Regions from separate parts of the Danio rerio genome. Here region 1 is linked to region 2. A link is a contact called in public Hi-C data. All regions are on one chromosome and are shown on one strand. The core of a region is the stretch at or near the end of the contact, and the rest is flanking DNA. Distances in the headings are between cores, read along the strand shown. Region 1 holds the start of stom (stomatin). Region 2 holds the start of gfi1b (growth factor independent 1B transcription repressor).

The links. A called contact is a pair of places that touch in the nucleus more often than the background predicts.
Region 1: a Hi-C map of hematopoietic stem cells shows a contact between it and region 2, with 2.9 times the contacts expected there. The contact joins the promoter of stom here to the promoter of gfi1b in region 2. A contact is called at or near these places in 1 of 18 Hi-C or Micro-C datasets (hematopoietic stem cells) and 1 of 4 datasets of contacts at active chromatin or transcription factors (embryo).

What each region holds. Positions count from the first base shown.
Region 1 is chr21:18,943,657-18,948,976 of GRCz12tu, reverse strand. It overlaps stom (stomatin), which reads right to left and starts at 3,174. Exons shown (of 9, transcript NM_131758.2): 1 at 2,997-3,174. The coding sequence starts at 3,057. It overlaps LOC141379843 (a long non-coding RNA gene), which reads left to right and starts at 4,817. Exons shown (of 4, transcript XR_012396704.1): 1 at 4,817-4,861.
Region 2 is chr21:18,679,478-18,685,004 of GRCz12tu, reverse strand. gfi1b (growth factor independent 1B transcription repressor) reads left to right here and starts at 1,853. Exons shown (of 6, transcript NM_001271841.1): 1 at 1,853-1,991; 2 at 4,669-4,854. The coding sequence starts at 1,886. It overlaps trnam-cau (transfer RNA methionine (anticodon CAU)), which reads right to left and starts at 193; the gene lies at 122-193.

The sequences.
Region 1 (5,320 bases), core at 1,925-4,424, 260 kb before region 2:
GTAAGACTGAATGCTAGGATATGATCATTGAGCAGGACAATGATCACAGTAATTGTTGAATGATTAAATCATTTCTTCCTTGTACTTGCCTCACAGCTATTGCATTACAGCCGAGATCTTTGACCACAGGCCACATGATCTGAAGAAACTCCTGAACTAAATGCTTTTTGACAGGGTTCATTGTAAATCAAATCGCTTTCAAAAGACAGCACAACTATACACAATACTGCTTACATTTATTTGATATATTAAATTGTCTTGTTGAATTTATTTACTTATTTATTTATTTATTTATTTATTTTGCCTGACCATGTCATGAATGTTTCTTTTAAATATGATTTACAGTATTTATAAAATGTCACTTAGCACAACAATTGTTTATATACAAAATAATCATGACAGACATATTTAGAATTAAAAACAATAGTCTAAATATAAAATATTATACTTTTAAAAAACTTGTTTTACAGATTTTAAATAATAAATACTACATTTTAATTTAAAATCATTGTTTTATGCCATAATTTGTCAGCCATACTGTATATTTTCAAAAACTTTAAATATACAAATTTTATAGGGCTGGGCGATTTGACCTAAAATCAAAATCTCGATTAATTGAACATTTAAACTCGATTACGGTAATTAAATGATTATTTTATTTATTTATTTATTTTTTGCATTCATCGTTCACTGACAGGTTTTATACAGTAAATGTGCTCAGATATTACAAGTGAGAGATTTTTAAATGAAGGGTGCATTACTTTATATTAAAATAATTGAAGGAAACGCACACTATCTACTATCTATTATTTATTGAACATCAGGATTGAACAACTGAAATTAAAAGACGCATTGCCTAAAACAATCACTTTTTTTGTAAAAAATTGAAAATAAACAACTTAAATTATGTTTTTTTTTTATATTAAAAGTAAAAACTAAGCAGTATCTCTTCTAAATAAAATAACTCTTGTATGTCCTGTAAATAATAATCTAATCTGAATAATAATAATCTTCTGTAAACAAATATTTTAAAGTAAATAGTAATTTTGTTGAAATGGAAAAATATGCTGCCTCAAGATATCTCTGACACAGCTTCCAATCAACACCAATGTAATGCAAATGTAATGCTTGAAGGCTGCGCTGGACCATACGCGTGTGCTCGGCACAGAAGTATAAATCAGCTTCAATAGAGCAGGGTCACGTGACCACACATTGGAGGGAAAGTAATCGGAAAAAAATTGACCTGAACAAATTTGAGCGATTATGAATGTTTATTTTACTTACTTTTCAATTCATCGGCCCGCCCTATTGTTTGTTATATTTCAATAAGTACAGGGCAGAATAATTATGTTATTTATTTTTTAAATATATTGCAACATTGGAATTATTATATGGTTCTAAATAAGAAAAATGTTTTCTGTAACAACTTATTTATATTGAGTGATTTTATAGATTAAATATGCATTTGTTATTTATAAATGATGTAGAAACTAAATTAAGAAGTCTCATCTTTGACCTGTAAATTAATTGATAGATTTTGATTGCTTCAAAATTGCTGCAAATGTTTTGCATAAAGTATTTTGTTCAGCACAAATAATGTGAATTTACCTTTTTTTTTTACTATTATTACTAAACCACACCTACCTTACAAAACCATACCACACTCGCACATGAAACAATACTATAGTTTTTAACCATAAAAAATAAACTGTATATCAGACAGTATATACAGTGCTCAACATAAATAAGTACACCCCTCACAAATCTCTCATTCAAATTAATATTTTCTATAGGATGCTTTACAATCTTATATTTGTGCATATTCATTAGGTTAGACAGTGCTGAAGTTAAATCTGGAGCTTATATAACAAAAATAACTTACGATAACTGTCCAAAAACTAGTATACCCAAATTTATAAGTCAGAGAAAAATATTAAATACAAATTTTTAAAAGAGGAAAAATCAAAAGCAACAAAAAAGATATACAATTTTGTTGAAATTTTGTAGTTTATAATTTCTTTTGCAATATTTTGCATTATTTAAATGTATTATCTTTCCATTTCTAAATACGTACTGTGACTAAAATAATATTTTAATAAATATATCTGTTTAATAAATCTGTTTTGCTTAAGTGCACCAATATATATTACCCATATTCACTGAAAATGGACAAAAACATTCATTTTCAAAATTGGATATACTCATTTATGCTGAGCATAGTATTATAGTATTTACAACATTGGATTAATGAATGCTACATCATACCATTGTATTAACTTGTTTCTACTACAATAAAAGGGGTGAAATTAATGTTATTTTATAACCTATAGATGGAAAAAAAACTACAGTACAGGGTCATTTGTTTATATTACTATAGTTGTATTACCATATCAACTATAGAATCACCACAACTGATTAATTTAAGTACTAAACACTATTTACTAAATTACTATACATTACTATAGTATTTTTTCATATGGGTTACTACACACAATACTGCACCACAATAAACTACATAACTCCAAACATGTAACAACACTGTTCTATATTATATTAAATATATTTTAAAATGATAATACCTTTATTATTTCTCGAGCTCAATTCAGAGTCTGGCAAAAACAAACAAAACACCAAATGATTGTTATGATTAAGAATGAAGTCCTTGTTCCATACCACAATGCTAGAAGACTCTTTTAAACGTTGTCAGGATATTATGAGGACCTGTTGTTGCTCAGATTGGCACAAGAGCATATGAAGACACACCCATGGTGCACTACCAATAATAAAAGACCTTAAAAAAAATAAATGCACCATTAACGCGCTTCTAATGTTTACATATTTATAAATGCATTTAAAATCTATTTAAATACATGTAATATAGAAATATCTAGCATGGGTAAATCTTTTAACGTCAAATGAATGTAGCGCATATCCAATGCACACAACGGTACAAACACGTGACATTAAATAATAACAATAGTTATTTAGTAGCAGACCTATTTGTCGCTTCCTCCGTTCTTCCTCTCTCATCGCAGCTGTTTCTCTGCCATCTTCCATGGTCGGTGTAATCTTTGAGTTATTCAGGCTGATACGGAGCAGATCTTGAATGCACTTCCAAGCAAAAGATCTTCTCTGTGATGTTTTTTTCTACACGGGACAGATGATCGGGTTTCTGCGTGGAGTACAGCCCCCTCTCTCACTGGAAGAGGTTGGGCTGGAGTGGGCGGGCATTATTGTAGTCTCATAGAGGTAACCTAGAAACGGAAGTATTTACCACAGAAATTCCAGATCATTTTACCCACGGGGGAGTTCATATAAAAATAACGTTTTAAGTTAAAGACCGTGTTCTTAATCGATGGTGCATGTTTCTTACTTAAAGGGATAGTCCAAAAATGAAAATGGCGTTATTTATTCACCCTTTACTTTCTCTATTTTGTTTCAGTTTTTTTTTTTTTTTACAGTTTTATGTGTTTATAATATTATTTAACCTGATCTGTTAAGTTATTATCACTATTACTACCATTGTCCTTTTTGTGTAAGATTGGAATGTGTATGTTTGTTATTGAAGTCAAAAAAAAAAAAAAACTTGTTACAAACTTATCAATTTTCACTTTCTGTTGAACACAAAAGAAGATATTTTGTAGAATGTTGGAAACCAGACTCTCAAAGTAGTATTTTCCTATTATGGAAGTCCCTTTCACACATACAGGATTTCCGGGAAATTACCGTATATGTTTTTATATGTTTTCATCGAAGTTGTTCACAATACTGATCATCCACAGAGTTTGTAATGTAGTCAAATGTTTACAAATAAAAGCGCAGCCGTTTAAGGCTAATTTGTGGTGAATGATGTCAGAATTTACCGGTATTTTGGAATGGATGTGTGAACGGTCTTTTCTGGAAAAATTCCGTAACGTCCTCGCCTGTGTGAACAGCACTATTGACTAGCCTACTAATTTCCAATATTCCTCAGAAGATCCAAAAAAAGATGACTTTTTAAAGTTTGTCAGTCTTTAACTTTTTAAATTAAAAAAAGATTTTGTTTTTAAATAAACACAGTGAAGAAAACCTGTTTGTGGTGTTTTTCCTGCTTAAACAAGAACACTATATAAAATATCAATAAACAGTAGCCTATAAGGTATTGCCATTGCAGATGGCTTGAGGCAACATGCATACTTCTGTTGTTGTTGTTGTTGTTTATTCTTACTTTTTGATTATACCAGAGATGTCCAAACTAGGGCCCGTGGGCCAAAGTTGGCCCATACCTTTGATTTGGCCCACCATCTGACAAGGGAAAACGATATGATTTAGAGATAGTCATTTAAATCTAATGTAACCTTTTGTTTATTTTAACATTAACTGAAATTAAATGTTTCAAATAAATATTGTAAATGAATCAGTTTTAGTTCAAAATGTACACACTGTAACCAGATGAATGGAGGACAATGCAGAGACTTTGGTGAGAAGGCAAAGGCTGATTCTGCTTGGCAATTGTGTATTCAGCATTGAACTCCACTGTACACTGTTATGTTTTATTGCAATAAGTTATAATAAAAAATTATACCGCATTAAAGTAATCATTTTATTCATTTATTTTTTAAATATTAAGAATTAATTTAGGCAATTACCCATGGCAAATTTAATGTAATATAATTTGGTATATCCGGGCCACCGCTCCTAATGATAATTGGTTTTTGACCCTTTATACGAAAAAGTTTGGCCACCCGTGATAAATAATGTACGAAAACTACACTACCCATGATTCTACTAGGAGAACTCTCCACCAATCAGAGAGTCGATTAAACCACGCGGCGCCATGAATACGTTAGCGCCCTCTCCTGAAGTAGAAAGTCTCATGAAGGTGAGGTGAAAGCTGTCATTCTATGCTCTTAAAAGTCTTATATAACGATGTATATTTTGCAACACACGTAAAATGTGTAATTTAATATATACATATTTTAACATCTTCAAATCAATATACCCATCCCATCGTTTTTCACCAATCCATCGGCCAAAACAGTGGCTTGTTTTTACTGGGGTAAGGCCGTTTAAAATGTATTTGAATTCAGTGAAAAAATGGATTATAGCTCGAATACTAGGTTCTCCGTGTTTGAAGCTATATATTTAAGATATAAAACTATTTTTCGCAGATAAAGTAATGATATACACTTAAGGAGATTTAATGTGGCTCAATGAACTATTGACTTTCTGAGCCTCATAGCGCCCCCTAGGAGGAAACTAAGGTTGAAAAAAAAAAACTGATAGTCTTTGCTGTATTTGAAACAAAAGTTACTATTGCCATCTAGTGCTGTGGAATGGT
Region 2 (5,527 bases), core at 604-3,103:
ACGGTGGTTGTTATAGTAGTGTAGGCTACATTACCTTCGAGATTACAATTTGCCGCATTTATTTACAACACATTACAAACCGTAATATTTGTGATAAAAAGCAATTTTAAGAAAATGCTTTTAGCAGAGGATGGATTCGATCCATCGACCTCTGGGTTATGGGCCCAGCACGCTTCCGCTGCGCCACTCTGCTAATAACATGATGTTGACCATGTTGTGTAAAGACTCTTAATTCATGAGGCTATAGCTTGTACATAATATTAAATCCTCGCGATCATCGAATTTGCCATATTGTGCGAACTAGCATTCAAAATAACGATGGACCTAATTATTATCGAAGGATCTTATTAATATTTGAGTTGTCAGCAAAATGTTCATTATTTTCATAAAAGGCAAAAGAAAGGTAGAAGAGAAAAGAAAACGGATAAAAGACGACATCTGAACCCATTATAAAGAATTGGATATTGTATAGCTGCAGTTCACCATCGGTCCACAAGGGGACGTACACACATTACGTTAAATCGATCTCTCAATGCGCGTAACACAAGGTGAAGGTGAGCTAATATAAAATAAAACCGATCAGGTAAATACTTTTTTTTAAAACACCAAGCAAACAAACACGAATTTACAGACAATAAACACATATTTCAGGTTTATCCAGCACTTTGTTTTAGCGGATAACTTAGCTGTGCTTTTAATAATCAAAGATATCATATAAAACGCCGATGGCTGCAACCAAAACACAACTGTGCAAATATTAGAAAGCAAACATTCTGAGGTACCAACTTTACAGGTTTGGTGTGTGTTTTTGAGGGACGATCAAGCAAATGTGTTACTGGTTTATTGGTTTTATGTTTTAAGCCCGCTAGCTGTAATAAAGGGCTTAAAAAGTCAACAGATGACCACAAAATATGATGAAGAATTGTTAAAATGACAGCAGATAAATGTCTGGCTAAGTATCTGAAGCATTTGTTCTGTTAACTAATTACATTTTTAAACGCATATAGGAGGATTTTGAGATGTAGGCAGGTAAAAAATAATAATAATTTACGACTAATGTAAATAGCTTGACCAAATACAGTAACATTTTTTTAATTGCTATTTATTAAAAAAACTAATATGCTGCTTAAAACATAGGCTAATGTCAAAGAGCGCCTATATACCAGGATGTTTAAGTTTGCGTTTAGTAGGCAAATGTCGCACCTGCTCTGCGTCTGTAATTGGTCGAAAGCTCAGTCAGATTCCACCGCAAGAATTATCGGATTGAAAATCAGGGAGGGGAGTTAAAAAACTCAACACAAGCAACTCACAGCAATGCAGTGCTTAAGTTTCTAAACATCACAACGGATTTCCTAGCACTTTTCATCAGCTCGAAGCCACTCAAACAATCAAAGGACTTTAAACACAGCATCATTTCAGGTAATTTTTTTCCACGCAATTAGTTATTTATTTAGAAGTTTGAAATAGTTTTTCTAGCTTAAGTGAATTAGTATTAGGTAGATATAATATATTTTTATTAACAAATATACTGTTTTATGGCTACAATTAGCTATAAAAAAGTCTAAAACCAGAGCAAAGTTTGACTGAAAGTTAAAAAGAATTATATCACCGCCTAATAGCTATTGTAGCCCATTAACTATGTGTTTAATTTTATTATTTAATTTTTTAGACATATATAAAGATCAACCCTTTAAAGCAAGTTGTTTTTTTTAATATAAAGGAATCAATATCATCGTAGCCTATTGCATTTGTCATTTATAATTTGTTGGACAATTTCAAGTTTTGAGAAGTCACGAATATGTTCAAGTTTATGCGGCAATCATGACAACAACAGCAAACGAAAGCATCTCAGTAAACAAATCTCATTTAACAGAATCACGGAATCATGCCACGGTCGTTTCTGGTGAAAAGTAAAAAGTCTTATAATGTGCATCGACCAAACGACACCGAACAAGCTCCACAAAAACTCCCGGAACCAGAACCCAAAACAAGTGAGTATTCACACTAAAATGCTCTGTTGTTGATTTTTAATTATTATTATTATTTCACTGTATTATTATATTGTTGTTTTATTATTATATTCTATATTTAGTTTGAATTGTACTTTACAGATAAAAGTTCTAAATGATGTTTTTCACACAAATGCCACTGCAAAACGTTTTTGGTTTGATGCAGAAATACAAAAAAAAAGCAGTACTTCATCCGATTAAAAATGTATCGTTTTAATTTTCATATCTTTCAGTTTAATATTAATAGTTTTATTTTTCTAATAGACTTTAAGTTCAAATGGTGTTGATTAAGAGCTCAACTAGGAAATATTTGTTTTGAACAATGTAAGATTTTAAGGTTACTCACACAGATTAAACAGAAACTCAATATGCTTTGCAATTTCATGCACTTTAAAAAATTATACGATCAATTAGTCCTGACAGTATATGTTTTTAGGTAATTGTAACTTATTAAACTAAGTTAATGATGTTTTAACTGAATTTTATTAGTTACACAAGCTGTTTTAAGTCAGATTAACATTTCAATGAACTCATAAAATTAATTTAATTCAGCTTAAAATTATAAGGCAAACAGGATTTTTTTTAATGTGTGGAAAATGATTTATTTTTCATTGGCTCTAGTGATCAAATTTTGATGTAAAACCATTACCCTATTTTTTTTATTGGTTAAATGAAGGCTATTTTCCAGTGTAGTAGAATAACAGAAATAATGTATTAATGTATTTAAAATTAAATTAAACATTTTTTTTCTTAGTGCAATCACTGTTTTGATTATCTAAAATATTTTTTACTCACTAAAAACAAATATAATAATGAATGTTCTTCAAGTAACTCAAGCCAATAATTAATTTTTTAAAAAGTGATTGTTAAGAAGTTTATATACACTGTAAAACCAAATAAGTTAAGGCAACCCAAACTGTTTGAGGAAACCAGTTGCTACAAACCATTTAAGTTAAAAAATCAATGAGTACTGTAATGAGGTATTTAATTAACTCATTACCTTCAACACTGAGTTCTAAACTCTTTTCAAATGAGAAGAATTAACTTTCAGTAAATCTTGAGTTAACTACACTCATTTAATTTTATAAAGTTAACTGTTGGGGTTTACAGTGTAGCATACACAGTAAAAAAAAAATGCAGGGTTCCACACAATTCTTTCATTGTTTCCCAACACAAATCAGTTAAGTTATAATTTTTTACAAATTTAAGTTATCATTTTTACAAATTTAAATGGATTGAAGATAAAACAATTAACACGAGAATTGTGTTGTTTCGACTTATTTTAAATTAGTGGTTTGAACAAGCAGCTAAAGTAATATATAATTCAGCATTTGGCATATGTTGCACGAGACAATTGTTGCAAATTGTTTTTTACGTTCATTCTAAAATCTCTAATAGTGTCCTTAGAGGGAAATGAAAGATTTGATGTGCTGAGCACCTGTCAGATTGATGTTTGCAAACGGTGCTTGAGCCTCAGGCTGACTGTTATTTGATTCTAGGGCTGCGTCTCAAAAGCTTGACAGCTGCTTACTTTAGACAGTGTTTCTGGGCCTCGTGTGTGTGTGTGTGTGTGTGTGCGTGTGTGCTGTGTGTGAAGGTTTAGCTCAATAGGTTGTTCTGCATGGACGTCTGTAATCTGTGGAGCAGTTAGGGTGGATGATACCAATATGCAAACTATACAGTACAGGCCTATTCAAACAAGAGAACGGTTTATTCGCAGGTTCATAACTGCTATTGGTGGTCATTTGGGAAAAGAAAATTGTATAAGCATAAGGGGCCACACTTTACAATAATGTTTCATTAGTTCATTTACTTAATAACATCAGCTAAGATCGAACAAAACTTTTGCATTATTTAATCAGAGTTCAACATTCATTAATTCATTACCAAAATCCATATTCATGCTTTAGTTAATGCACTGTGAGTTAATATGAACTAACAACGTATGACTTTATTTTCTTGAACTAATGTGAAAGATGAATAAATACTGTAATAAATGCATTGTTCGTTGTTTGTTCATGTTAACTAACATTAAAAATCTGTTTATTTATGCTTTTGAAATGCATTACGAGACCTTGACCTCTCTTCCAGTAACTTTTAACCTTAAAAAGTTTGAAAAAGTGACTTTTATTAACATTTTTAATAGTTTGAAGTAACATATTGTCTGAGTTGGTGTTGTATTTTATGGCATAACACCTTGTAATAAACTGCCACTTCATTTTCTGATATTTTACAGACTTATTTCTCTTTATATTATTTAATATTCATACTAAAATGTAAATAAAAGTCACTTTGTTAAACTGTAAAGTTGAATTTTCAACATCCAAAGTCGACAGAGCAGAGATCAAGGTCCTATAATGCAATTCACAACTGCAAATAAACAGAAAACACTTTTGAATTACAATATACAGACATAAACAGTTAATTAACAGATATCTTTTAAAGTGTAACACAACATCATTGTAAAATAACACTCAATTGAAAAAAATCTGCATCAGATGCCATTTGGTTGAATTTTTGAGTTTTAAAAACACTGACATTCTAACATTTAGTACTGTGTCTATAATGTGTTCATAAATGTTTTAGAGACACTGTGGGTTATTTTGATGAATGTAATTGTCTGACATGATTTTTCAATGGCGTTATTGTAACCTCTCAGTCCCAGCGCTGGTCCCTCTGGAACCAAAAGAGTGTAAATCCCCCGAGCGGCCTCAGGTAGATCCAGTGACCCGTCCGTCCCACAGAGACCCGTATGACTTCATCAAGTGTGAGCGAGAGCCTGACTGCCCAATCCCATCACTCCCCGAGCTGCCCACCGCCACCAGACGTCCCTTTTACATATCTGGTGAGCCCATTTTAAAGATATTGTTGGCAAAAACTGTTTTGAAGCAACCTGTCAACTTCAAGATTTTGTAAACTGTAAAAAGCAATTAGTTGACTACGTAAATAGATAATTCACACCCAAAATTAAAATTTACTCACTATTTATTCTCCCTCAAGTGGTTCCAAACCTTTATGAGATATTTCTTCTCTTGAACAAAAAAGAAGATATTTTGAAGAATGCAAAAAACTTGTATCAATTGAATTCCATAGTAAAAATAAAAACAAATACTAAGGAAGTCAATGGTTACAGGTTTCCAGGTTCATCAAAATATCTACCTTTGTGTTTAACAGAAGAAAAAATCTTATAAAGGTTTGAAACAAGGCTGTGTAAATGATGACATTTTAATCATTGGGTGAACTATCCCTGAAACAATTTACTAGAGCTATCTAGAAAACCCATTGCCTTAAAACTATTAAGTAAATTAACTATGTGGATATTTATAAAAAATTTAATGGACAACTTAGTTCAAAGTTTATTAAGAAAAGCCAACTTGTCATTTTTTAGGCAACAGGTTGTACTCACTTTTGTTTTCAAGTAACTAATTGTTTTACAATGTAAACTTCATAAAGTAAGTTTCAGTTTTTTTCAGTGTATAGTAAAGATGACATTTAAAACACTTTTAAGTATTTTTACG